Linked DNA regions of Mus musculus: regions 1 and 2 are each linked to region 3. A link is a contact called in public Hi-C and promoter capture Hi-C data. All regions are on one chromosome and are shown on one strand. The core of a region is the stretch at or near the end of the contact, and the rest is flanking DNA. Distances in the headings are between cores, read along the strand shown.

Region 1 (3,937 bases), core at 931-3,430, 3.0 Mb after region 3:
GGAGACAAACCTCTCCATGACATTACAGTCATGTTATCAAAAACAGTCAACCATTGGTTAAGAGCACACACAGTTCTTCTAGAGTTCAGTTCCTAGCACCCATGTCAAGCTGCTCATAGCTGCCTGTAACTCCAGCTCCAGGGGATACAAAATCTTTGGCCTCTGCAGGTGCCCACACTCATGTGCACATACCCTTGCCCCCACATACACATAATTAAAAATAGAAATATTTTTAAACGAAAGTAAAGAAACAATATTACAAACTATAAGAAGAAAAATATGGGCTTGGAGAGATGGCTCAGCTGTTAAAGGGTAGGCTCACAACCAAAAATATAAGAAGAAAAATATGCACAAATCACCTATATAGTCGAAACATGAGACTAACTCCAGCTCTCTTGATCAACAATCCTCAAAAACAAGAAACCATGAAATAAAATACATTCTAAGCTCTTAAAGAAAATAACCATCAGCCAAGGCTGCTATAAGCCAAAAGTCTATCTTTTAAATGGGCGATGAGGGTTGGAGAGGTGGCTCAGCAGTTAAGAACACTGGCTTCTCTTCCAGAGAAACTGGACTGGATTCTCCAGCATCCATGGGGCAGTTTCCAACCGATAGACGTACAGTCCTAGGGAATCCGATGCTCTCTTCTAGCCTGTAAGGACATCAGGCACACACAGCCTGTGGTCTGCAGCTGTAGATGCAAGCAAACACCCATACCCATGCCCATACCAGAAAAGACTGGCAGTGACATGAAGATGTGGTGAGACAAGTACAAATTAGAGCAATGGCATCATGTCAGCAGAGCTGGCAAAGGCACGGAGGAGGTGACTATACGTAAGGGAAGAACATGCCAATCACAACAGCTTGGGAGGCCGAGGCAGGTGGGTCTTCTGATGTATGAGACACACATTAAAAGGTTTCTAAAAAATGGACCAGAGATGTTCTGGATCTCTGGAACAATGACTCGGATTGTTCTGGAAGACAAAGTTTAAACAATAAAAGAGTATAAATGTATATAAAGACAATAAAATCTTATAAAAGACAATAGAAGAGTATAAAATCATCTCTCCAGAAAATTAAAGTTGGAATCGTAATTCCATCTAGATCTCCAAGTTCATTAATATTTATTTATATCTTGCTCTCTTAAAAATTATAATTATTTTTTTCAGTAGTATTTAAATAGGTATTATTGCTGTTACTGTCATATTAAAATTCCCAACCATACCAATCTCTACCATATAGTGGTCATTTTCTTTTCTTTTTTTTTCTTTTTTTTTTTTGTTTTTTTTTTTGTTTTTGTTTTTGTTTTTCGAGACAAGGTTTCTCTGTGTAGCCCTGGCTGTCTTGGAACTCACTCTGTAGACCAGGCTGGCCTCGAACTCAGAAATCCGCCTGCCTCTGCCTCCTGAGTGCTGGGATTAAAGGCGTGTGCCACCACGCCCGGCCTGGTCATTTTCTTGTAAAGGTTGAACCTAATTATCTGCGTACTACTTGCGTTTAAAAATCTATAGCACCAAATGCAGTTAGCTCTTTACTTTATTTGCCAAACAAGAGCATAAATGCCTTAAATTCTTTGGCGGGGACGGTAAGATGGTGAGCAATAAAGTAGTGAGGCAGCGCTAGGACGTTCCCCGTGTGTCTTTCTTGGTTTGGTTTGGAAAGCAAGAACCACCTCCAGGATCCAGCAAGTTGAATGGCGGCTCCCGGGCCACAAGCTCATAGAACGCAAATAAAATAGGGCAAAGGTCGTGGGCTACCCGGCGGCGGCGGCACAAGAGACACGCTCTCCGAGGCCCAGATCCTTAGTCCTCAGCCTTTTTCCCCTGGCTTCTCAGACCTGGAGGGTTGTAGCCGCTGGAGAGAGCAACACCAGGTCCCGGAGGTCACCAGGGATGAGGACGGGGCAGCGCGGCGCTGCTTTTAACCAGACCCCACGGAGCCGGACAGCCCACCGCTCTCTGCCGCGCTTGCGCAGAGCCGCCCCGGCACCCGAGGCGTGCGGAAGAACCTCCGCGCCGGCGACACTCACCCGACCGTGAAGTTAGGCGAGGAGGCTGGGCGACCGCGCTGGGGCACCCAAACCCTAGCGTTTCCAGGAGACGAACCCCACGAGAGCCCAGCCTTCCACCTCTCCACATCGCGACTAGAATCCTACTCCTTTTCCGGTCCCTCCTCACAACAAATCCCCAGCGGAAGGGTTCCGCCTCCTACACTCGCGGATGCCGGCTTTTGCATTTGCATTAGTTAATGTGAATTTGTGGTCACCGTTAACTCGAGCTCCTCTATCAAATTATGTCTGCAATGAAATAAAGAGATGTTCCTAATAAAAGGCCACGAAGACCTACCTACCTTCTCGTCCTACGAGTCACGCCGTGCTGTTTTCGTATTTACGAGCTATCTCCTCAGTCTTGGAAAACCGACTCTAATGCTTAAAATCAAGTACGGAAATGCTTTTTCCGAGAAACCCATTCTCTTTCAATGCGCTCAAGTAATCACAGAGAACAGAAGTCCACATCTAAAGTACATTCTTTGAAACTGACCCTTTATTCTGTTCAGGATACACCGTATGTAGCAGAAAACTCCTTACACTCAGTTTAGACGTTTATTGGAAGTAGAAACGGAGCAGTATGAAAGATTCTAGTATGAATCTAATATGAAGTTCATACTAGTTTTTTTTTTTTTTTTTTTTTTTGTCAACTTGACATTAATTTGATTCACCAGGAAACAGGGACCCTCTCCTGAATTGCCTTCATTAGACTGAACTGCGTGTTTGTGGGGCGGCGTTTTCTTGATTGATGTTCAGCCCTTTGGAAAGTGGAACTGGGTTGTATCTGAAGCTTGCATTTATGGATCTCGCCCAGACTTCCCTCAATGATTGATTAGGATCTCTAAGCCAAAGAGAAAGAAACCCTTCCTAGAGTTGCTTTTAGTCAGTGTTTTATCCCAGCAACTAAAAGCAAACCAGGAACGGTTAAAAAACAAACAACAAAATAAAAAATAATGCCCTCATAAAAAGAAGGGTAAACTCCTAAAATTTAGGGCGTCATTCTACATTTCAGCAGGCAGTGCTGTCCTTTAAATCGGGGAAACTTACTAAGCTCTCATCCTCTGAGCTAAAATACTAACCTCATAAGCTGTATGAAAACCAGCTGCTCTATCACTGTCAGAGGTCCCTGTGTTTGGAGGTATATGGCCATTTCTCCAAATGAAGGTGGAAAGTTTTATACACAAGTTGAAGTGTCATGTTTTTGCTGGATTGACAGACCCACGGAAAATCATGGTTAACACTCTTAAGGACTTCTGTGCATGGACTGTACTTAACATTAAGTGTACACCACACAGCTCCATAGCCATCCCAGTCTCGCTTCAGCAAAGGCAGGAAGTGATATGCTTAAATACTGGTAGGAAGCAAAGAACCCTCTAAATCCCCCCACGCAGCAACAAAACGCTTTTCTGTAAGTTCAGTTGAGCTGTGTCAGAAATAAAATTGTGGTGACTGTAATGCAGTATGTAGCCATTACTGTAGGAAAGTTCCAGAGTAACTCCAGTCTTACTTATGAACAAGCTGTAAACTAGCTCATACATATTTTAGAAAACTCAACACCCATTTAACATTTGCAATGTGTTCTAGTTCTTTAATAAAAAATGAAGGGTAAGTCACTTTATGTCTACACAAGCTTTATCCCTTTGAACAATCTACTACATCCATCCAGCTGAATGAGTTCTTGGACTTACTCAAAAAGTCTATCACACGGTATCCACTCTGAGAAATTCTATATTGCCACATTCTATTTAAAACTGAACTTACAGGGGAGTTGGAGAAATGGCTCAGTGAGGACCCAAGTTTCAGTTTTCACACTGTGACTCACAACCATATGTAACTCCCTATCTAGGGCACCTAACACCCTCTTCAGGTCCTTGTGGGCACCCTAACACA
Region 2 (4,381 bases), core at 943-3,442, 4.9 Mb after region 3:
GTACAAGAGCTATCATAGAAAAGAGTGACACAGACAGGAGAGGAGGTGCCACAAGGAAGGCATGCAGAATTATGTGAATATAAGTGCCTGCAACACTAAATTAATTCCACAACACACCCCAGCCCATTCATTTTTTTACCTCACTCCTAGGCAAAGAGCTCAGATTGTATGCCCTGGTCTCAACATGTGCTCCCAAATGATGGCTTGTACACTTTAGGCTATTTCACCACTTCTGTGGCTTCCTTGTCTTTGAATACTTTGTGTTTCCTACAGTAATAAAGTATCCATATTACATGCCCAATCGACAATATTATCTTAATTGATTGGAGAGGTGGCTTCACCATCATTTAGCAGTAGGTAAAGGCACTTGCTGCTGAGTCTGAGGGCCTGAGTTAGATCCCCAGGACTCATGTGGAGAAAGATAACTGACTCCTGAAGTTGTCTTTTGACCTCCATAGGTGTATGTGAGAAGCATGCACATGCATGTGCACATGTATACACACAAACTCTAAGTATAAAAGGAAAACATAATTGATTAGGTTAGCCAAAACCATACTTTCTCTCTTTTGTTATATGCAACTTAGAGTTGCCAAAATTCTAAGAAACAAAATCTCCTGTCATCTTTTAATTTTTTTTTCTATTCGCTAGATCCACAAACGCAATTCACTACATATGTTACATGACTCAACTTGAAGAATCTACCCATCTATGGAAATAGCTTTGAAGGAAGGGTTCCAAATATTAGTAAGCCACCCACTTGAAAACCGGACCACTCCTGAATACATAAAACAAGTTTCTAGTTTCTCTTTAGTGTTCAACTTCAAGGAAGAAAAAAATAAGATAAATGTCAAATTCCTACATTTGTCTACCTATAAATTTCTTTTGTCAACTTTAACTACAGGCTGATTTCTCCTTGGATGCTATCAAATGTCTGACATGAATGCAAACCAGTTTTACCCTGATTGAAACATAAATATGCCAGACAGAAACAATGTCACGATTTGGCTGAGATAAAATGAATATTCAAATCCTCAAAGTCGATGTTGATACTTGATGCTAAAAATGGCAAAGTCCAAGTCCAGGACACACTTTAGTTTCTTACCTATTTCATGTGTGTGTGTATGTGTGTGTGTGTGTGTGTGTGTGTGTGTGTGTGTTGTATCTTCATGTATGTCCTGGAGCAAAGAAACGTAAGTTTTACCTGTGTGCAGAATTTCTGGGATTGGAAAGGCAGGGAAAATGGTGGAAACACAGGTCAGGAAAAGCACCCATCACCCTGAAATCTGACTAAATCCTCTCACCAGTTAACACTCAAGAGTAAACTAACATTTTTAAGGTCTTTCTCCCTTCTCTGTTATTTCCTCTGATATTTCACTGGAAACTTCATGTACAGTAAAAGACACATACTAACCCCTTGTGCAACACTAGTAGCTCCTTGCTCTTATCTTATTCAAGGCACCTCTGCAGCCGTCCTATAATCTTAATTATCATTATGGACTACGAGAACAGGAATAAAGAGTGAGATCCTCTGGAAACTTCTTGAACTACGAAATTGAGCACTAGGTCAGCCGAGGTGGAGTCTTCTCTGAGAAACCCACAGCACGATTTCTCCTCTGCTTCCTTCTTAACTTGAGCTCTTCTCTTCCTACTTCTGATACATCCTAGCTTGGTTCACACTGACTGTCCTTAAAATTCTTTTCCCGCACGGAAACCTCAAATCCTGGGTTTGCCTCAACTGTGGTTCCTAAAAGTTACGGGACCGCCTCTAGCTGCTTTGGGTGCCAAGTAGTAGCGAAGAGCTGAGCCTTCATTGGGATCCCGATCCTCCAGATGCAGAGGTCTCTAGAAGGACATCAGCATAAGGTCCCATTGATGAGAAGCGCGCCGCGGGGTCTGCACCGCTGAGAAACAGAGCGCCTCGCAGACTACCGGTCCGCAACACCTGCCCCAAGCCTCCTTACCGATGATGGGCCTCTCGGAGCCATGGTTGTAGGGTCTGGACATCCCGGGACTTGAAAGCCCGCATAGTAGCAAACCCAACAAGCACAGCAGGTAGCCCAGGTTCGCCATCGCGATCGCAATCGCAATCCGGCCTCCGCCCCCACTTAAAAAGGTTCTTCAGCCAGGCGCGCGCCCGGCGGCCAGGTTGGGGCGCGGTCTCGCGGCCTGGGCGGTGCCAAGCTCGAGGGCGCGCAAGGCCGCGCCGCTCAGGCCTCTGGGAAGTGCAGTCCGGGTGCTTGCGGTGCGGAGCTGGGCGGGCCGGGCGGGGGCGGGGCCGGGGGGCGGGCCGGGGGGCGGGCCGAGGCGGGCCGGGGGCGGGCCGAGGCGGGCCGGGGGCGGGCCGGGGACAGAAGGCTCTGGGAGCGTGCTCCAAGCTTGTCCATCGCCCAACGCGCGACCTGCAACTCGCATCCCGCGGCCCAGCGAGTGGCACGCGCGCGAAGGCAGCTGTGGAGACCTCTGAATGCTCCCTGTGAACTCTTATGTGGCCTGGCGAGGTCACCTACACCAAGTGGATACGACCACCCCGGGACCTGATGGCGAGCTCGGGTCCCACCTGGCTCTGTGCGGTAACCAAGCAGCAAGGCCCGCAAGGTTCTAGAAGTTACCAGAGAACTATGCTGCATAAACGCATAGGTTTTCTGGCTTTGATATCCTGACAGCATTCGATGTTAGGACAGGGGTTCACTTCCGAAAAACCACTGATAACATATTTATTTGGGCACAAGGATGTCTGGAGGAAGTAAAAAGCACAGAGTACTTAGAGTACTTGTGTCTCCCTTTCCTTTAGAACCCTGTCAAGGGAAGGGGCTGATTCTTGCCACCTAGCCCCCCAAAAAACAATACCAGGCCACACTCGATACAAAGTGCTTGATTAACTTCGCTGTTACCAGCAACCCCAGAAAACCACTAGTATCTTATAAAATGATAAGAGCAAAGCTAAGCAGTTAAAAACTCAGGTTGACTAATATATTTTGAATGTTCAAATGCATGCACTCATAGCCAGCAGCACAAGGTAAGTTTCTTCCTATCAAGGTTCAACTAAACTCCAGGTTAAAATAGAAAATCTGTTGAAGATGAAACGGTATTTTGAATGGTGTTATTTGTGTAAGAGGTATACAATTTAGGGGGAAAAACATACAATGTGACTTGTGGAAAACTAGTGACAAGGTTCTGGCATTCATCAAGAAATGCAATACATTGTTTAGTTTAGCAAGACTATTGTAGACTGGAGTGTCGAAAGATATTGAGAAAATGCAAAGCAGGATTGAGCCTGAGTTGATAAGGATCTATTGCAAATATGCATCCATGCCTCTGGAGCAGCATCTATCCACAAAGGAGGAAAATTATCTGCTATTATTCACAAAAATAAAATCCAGATAGAGAAAAGATACAAAGGGGAAAGGGGAAATACTAGACTTTGGTATGAAAATATAAATTATATGTGTATCCATTCATAACTTTGATGGTCAGATGTTTTCATAAGATATCAAGTTTTATGAACATCATAAAACATTTAAAAAATCAAGTATTAATGAAAAACGAATGGGTTTGGCCATGTTAAATTTTAATAGTTCTGATAGCTTATCAATTATTTTTAACTGTTTTAGGAAGCTATTAGGTAATTTCTGCTAGAGGTGGAAAGTCACGTATTCTGTAATCTACTACTTCTCAAGGTATAAATATGTGTCTACTACATGATCTTACTAAACTAGGTCATGGGGACTCCACCCTCATAAATAGATTGCTGCTATCTCACAGATATGGGTCAAGTCTGACGGGAGTGCATACTTTCCTTAAAAGGGGGTTGTTGTACGTGGAACGACACATGCCCCTGTTGGTTCTCTTGCTTCCTTTTGTATCATATGAACTCTCTTACCCTTCCACTCCCATACATGATGGCATTGGCTATGAGGCTATAAACAGAGGCCAAGATGCTAGTGCCTGTTAGAACAGAGACCTAAGAAGCCTGATCCCCCAGCCTAAAGACATCAGACCATGCACCTTGTACCTCTCTCCCTGGGACAGAAAATCAAGCAACTATTCTATGTTGAGGACTAACAGTAGTCACTAATCTGTGTTGCTGACCACCACCTGGCTCTTCCATGCACTTTGTCACTTATCCCAAACTAAATCGAATGATGTAAAACTTCTTACCCGCCATCAAAACTTATAAAAAACAAACAAACAAACAAACAAAAAAACCAACATCAACAACAACAAAAACCCAACAACCACCAGGTAACTTGGTGTACACACCTCTATTCTGGCACTGAAGAGGCAGGGGCAGGTGGAATTCAAGGCTAGCAGAGGTTACACAATGAAATGCTGTGTGTGTGTGTGTGTGTGTGTGTGTGTCTGTGTGTGTGTGTGTTAAGTA
Region 3 (4,320 bases), core at 1,077-3,576:
AAATATAAAATATTAAGAAAACAAAAAAACTGAAAAACTACTTCCTAGCAGATATGTTAACTAGTTATGTCAATAGCTAGAAAATAAAAATCAATTATTTTCCTGTGCATTAAAATGAGGGGAAGAAAATTTCTACTTAATAATAACATCTTTCTTCCTTCCTCAAAGACCTTCTAAAAAAATTAGAAGATCTTTACCTCTCTTTAGTTAAACTGTGAATACAATCTAATTATCATCAAATCTAAACAAGGCTTACTAAAGACACTAAAAATCTGATTCCCAAGTTCATTTAGAAGGAAGTGATTTGAGAAGATATGAAGCTTTTTTAGGTTATAACAGTCACCAGGATGTGTCATACCACTTTATTGAGATAGTATGGGTCTAGTGGTAAGAAACAAAAAACACCTGGTCTACAGAGTGAGTTCCAGGACAGCCAGAGCTACACAGAGAAACCCTATCTTGGAAAAAAAAAAAAAAGAAAAAGAAAAAGAAAAAGAAAAAGAAAAAGAAAAAGAAAAAGATGAAACAAAAACCAAACAACCAATAAGTCTATAAACAGAAGTCAGAAAATTAGTAAATAAATTATAGTTAGGTGACTGGCACCTATTTGAAGAGGTTAAACTGGTCACTTCAACAGACTAAATACCAAGTATAATATCAAATAAGTATCTTTACACAAAAATCACACACACACACACACACACACACACACACACACTCACATGCACCTCATACTTAGCATAAATGGGAAACCCTCCTTCCAAGTATTGCTGAGCTTAAAAATAATACACTATGGCCAACAATCAATGTATCTTTATTGTGTGAAAATCTGGTACTAACTAAATCCTACTGTCACTATTAAATTATGAATATTATAGAAGTAGCTGTAATTGCAGTCTTTTGCTCAGTATTAGATAATACAAAAAAGTTTTGTAATGAAAACAAAAAACAAAAAAAACTTTGAGGGCTGTGGCTGGTACTTCCTCTTCATTTAATCTAATTCTTTGCCTTCCAGGCTGCAACTTCAATTTGCACTCCAGGCCCAGGGTTAAATGTCACTTCCTCAGAAGCAGCCTTTCATCTTCCCCAGCCCGTAATTACATTATAGTTGTACAGCTGCTCATCCACGGAATGGTCTGTGGTCCGCAACGTACCATGGGCCTCAGAGAGTAATTACTGTTTTAATCACTACACACAACACTTACACCTGACACAGGAGACATACCCATCATTCCAGCATGCTATATTAACTTACATATAATATTACATATCCTGTTGGGACACATCCTCAAAACTATGAACGTGCCCCCACTCCAAACCCCCAAACACTGAGGTTGTCATTAAGAGCATCTTAATTTACAGAATATGAAATAGCTCTCAAAGTCATACTGGTCACTCAGAAAACCACTAAAAAATGCCGTAACCCAACCCTACAACTTCTGCAATAAACAATTCACACAGGTCCATCCAATCAATCCCTTCACAGGTCTTTCGGTATACCCTAAGTATACCCTAAGTATACCCTAAGTATACCCTAAGTATCGAAGGGGGTCCAGGCCTGCCTGTGTCTAGCTGTCTGTGCTCTACACTGACTGCTCCCCTCTACACACACACACACACACACACACACACACACACACACACTTTGCACTTTCACTCGTTGCCCTCTTTTTCTTGATCACTTTCTCAGACCTCCAAAATAAACTGCCAACTTAATTAACGTATACATTACCGGCAAGGCAGGCACCGGATCTTTGGAATCGACATATACATCTCTTAGCAATGACAGCAGCTTGTTATCTTTTTTAGAAACAACTTCTTCGATTTCTGGATACTCTAAGGAAAGAAAATAAGCCATAGTATCTTTTTTTTTTTTTTTTAAGGAAAAAAATCTCTAAACTCGTAAACATGTACAATATTAAAAAAAAAAATCATCTGGACATCTTGGGGCAAACACTTGGACGAGAGTCTGCGTGCAGCCTGCGCAGACGCCGGGAGAGAGCGCGGGCTGCCTTGGGCTCCGGGATTCCTTCCAGCCGCCACCACCCGGGGCCCGCGCGGGGACGACCTCAATGTCACCGGAGGCCTGGGAGGGACTGCACTCACGACTCCGGTGCTCCTGCAGGAGGTCGCGGGTAGAAGGGTGCTTGGGTGCCATGGAGGGCTTCCTCTTGCTGATCTCTCGCTCCGCTCGCTTCTCCACGTTGAAGTTCCTTAAGGCGCGGGTCACGCGAGCCCCCATCTCTAAATCATGATGCCCTTAGTTCACTACGCACGTGTAGAAGCCACCGGCACCGGTGACCTCTGTACGCACGGAGCATGCGCACACCAGGGGCCAGGCACCGGTAAAACGCCGAGGACGCGCTCGTCGCCCCCTGGTGGCCGGGAGGACGCACCCTGGACTCCGCCCCGCCCACCCTTCCGCACAGGCGCATGCGCAGACATCTGGGCGTTGTCAGGGACGCCGGCCGGCGACTCCGGAGTCTTTAAGGATGAGCTGCTGTGATCCCACGGTTGCAAAATCCCGAGTAGCCAGTGTGGAGCGGAGATCTTCCAACCTCTTCAGAGGGCAGAGCGCAGGGTCAAGGTTCTGAATTTACCTGCCCATGCTTTTGAGAAATTGAGAATATTTGTTCTCAGCCGCAATTCCATTCTAACAGCCCTTATTTTCCTGTCCCTTGCCTGGAGCTTTCTGAGCCAATTTTGTGTTGGTTTTGTTTGTTTGTTTTAACTCTTTCACTATCTTGACATACCATTTTCCTGCCACTTTGTCCCTAGTGCTATGAGTTTTAGGCTTTCCTTCCCCTTCTCTCATAAGTAGTACTAACTTGACATACTCCTCCATTAGCGCTGAATCACCGTGCTCTTCTCAGCCCCATTTCTCAGCTCTACTGCCTCTCGAGTCTCTGTAATCTTGGCAAACCCTGGTGTAACTTAACGCTGTATTTGGAAAAAGAAAAAAAAAATCTACGGTACACATTCTATCTTCCTTTCCCCTTCTCTTCCACCCACCCTTTGTCTCTTCCTTCTTTTACGTTTCCGAAAGTATTCAATGTGATTGGCCCATAGTTTTTAAAGCCCACCAGCAAGAAAATAAGTTTTCGAATTAATATTTTTCCCAGACTGTGGTTGTGAAATCTATTAAAGATTTTAGCCTGGTTGGTTAGGTGAATAGATTAGTTGTGTCTAACCAACTTAAAGAAAAAAATTAGGGGGAGGGGTTTTCATTTTTTTAAGGACTATTACTAATTAAACTGTTTCATAATAGAGAAAACACTAGAGGGGTAAAGTTCTCACTGTTGCTTATGAAACCTGTCTCTGGAGATGGGTTATGTAGAAGCTAAAACCGTGTTCAGTGAGTTAATTTGTTAGTTATCCTGAAGGTGGCAGTCTGCTCCAAGATTTCCATCTGAGAGCTTTTTAAACAAGTTCATAACTGGGTGCCTTTTTTTTAAAACCAATTTCTCTGGACATCAAGAAATGTTCCTTGGCCTCATTAAGTCTGTTCTGTGCTTTAAGAATTATAGTAGCAATTCCACTCACTGCCTGCTAAAGTATTTTAAATTTTCATGTGATTCCACCAAACTTAGGGCTACATGAAAGTAACCTTACACAAGAGTTTCGAGTGAGTCCAGGACAGCAGATAGTACAAAATTAAAGATCTGTGAATTTCTACACGCAGGAAAGCTTGGATTTGACACTGGAAGAGACAGTGGCAGGTGAGCCTATTGTTTTATCTAGCCTTGGCCTGGGGTTACTCAGACCCTTAAAGACCAAAACAAGGCAGAGAGGCTCCAGCAGAACCCACCTTTGGCTATCTTACTTTGGTAATCAGAATGGAAACAAAATCCTGGACCATAAATCCATAATTTCAGCTCTTCTTGTCAAGACATACAATGTAGCAGAAGGTCTGAACTTAAGATTTTCTTTCTGGCTTCTGCCTGAGGATTGAAGGCAGACCCTCAAGGGAAGTCAGAAGTCTGCTTTTCTCTCAGCCAAACTGAAGTAAGGTTGATAGCTGATAATGAATGATAGTGATGAACTCCAAATATCACCAAAACAGTAAAATGCTAGTTTTTGAGAAGAGACATTTTCCTTTGTTTTGTTTCGTGCTGTATGCCCAAATGGTGCCAGGACAAAGTGGGTGTTTATGCCAAGATCAGTTTCAATCATTGACTAGCATGCTCTTTCCATGTGATGGTGTTGTTGAACCTGGGAAGGCTGGAACATCAATAGGCATTATAACAAGGGTCTAGAATGCCATCTGCCTTTGCCTCGCACTCGCAGCAGTAATAGTCACCATCAGGTAGAACCTGCAAG

The links. Promoter capture Hi-C pulls out the DNA fragments that hold promoters and counts their contacts. Hi-C and Micro-C count contacts between places; a contact is called where the count stands out from the background.
Region 1: a contact with region 3 is called in a promoter capture Hi-C map of pre-B cells. The contact joins the promoter of Coq3 here to the promoter of Ndufaf4 in region 3. A contact is called at or near these places in 2 of 39 promoter capture datasets (cranial neural crest and pre-B cells).
Region 2: a contact with region 3 is called in a Hi-C map of CD8 T cells, with 10 times the contacts expected there. The contact joins the promoter of Ggh here to the promoter of Ndufaf4 in region 3. A contact is called at or near these places in 2 of 484 Hi-C or Micro-C datasets (CD8 T cells and rod photoreceptor).

Annotation. Positions count from the first base shown.
Region 1 is chr4:21,877,889-21,881,825 of GRCm38.p6, reverse strand. Coq3 (coenzyme Q3 methyltransferase) reads right to left here and starts at 2,180. Exons shown (of 7, transcript NM_172687.2): 1 at 2,030-2,180. The coding sequence starts at 2,138.
Region 2 is chr4:20,039,863-20,044,243 of GRCm38.p6, reverse strand. Ggh (gamma-glutamyl hydrolase) reads right to left here and starts at 2,192. Exons shown (of 9, transcript NM_010281.2): 1 at 1,962-2,192. The coding sequence starts at 2,070. It overlaps 4930598A11Rik (a long non-coding RNA gene), which reads left to right and starts at 2,340. Exons shown (of 2, transcript XR_881147.2): 1 at 2,340-3,016.
Region 3 is chr4:24,896,089-24,900,408 of GRCm38.p6, reverse strand. It overlaps Ndufaf4 (NADH:ubiquinone oxidoreductase complex assembly factor 4), which reads right to left and starts at 2,326. Exons shown (of 3, transcript NM_026742.4): 1 at 2,107-2,326; 2 at 1,733-1,836. The coding sequence starts at 2,242. It overlaps Gm46848 (a long non-coding RNA gene), which reads left to right and starts at 2,287. Exons shown (of 3, transcript XR_001784261.2): 1 at 2,287-3,719.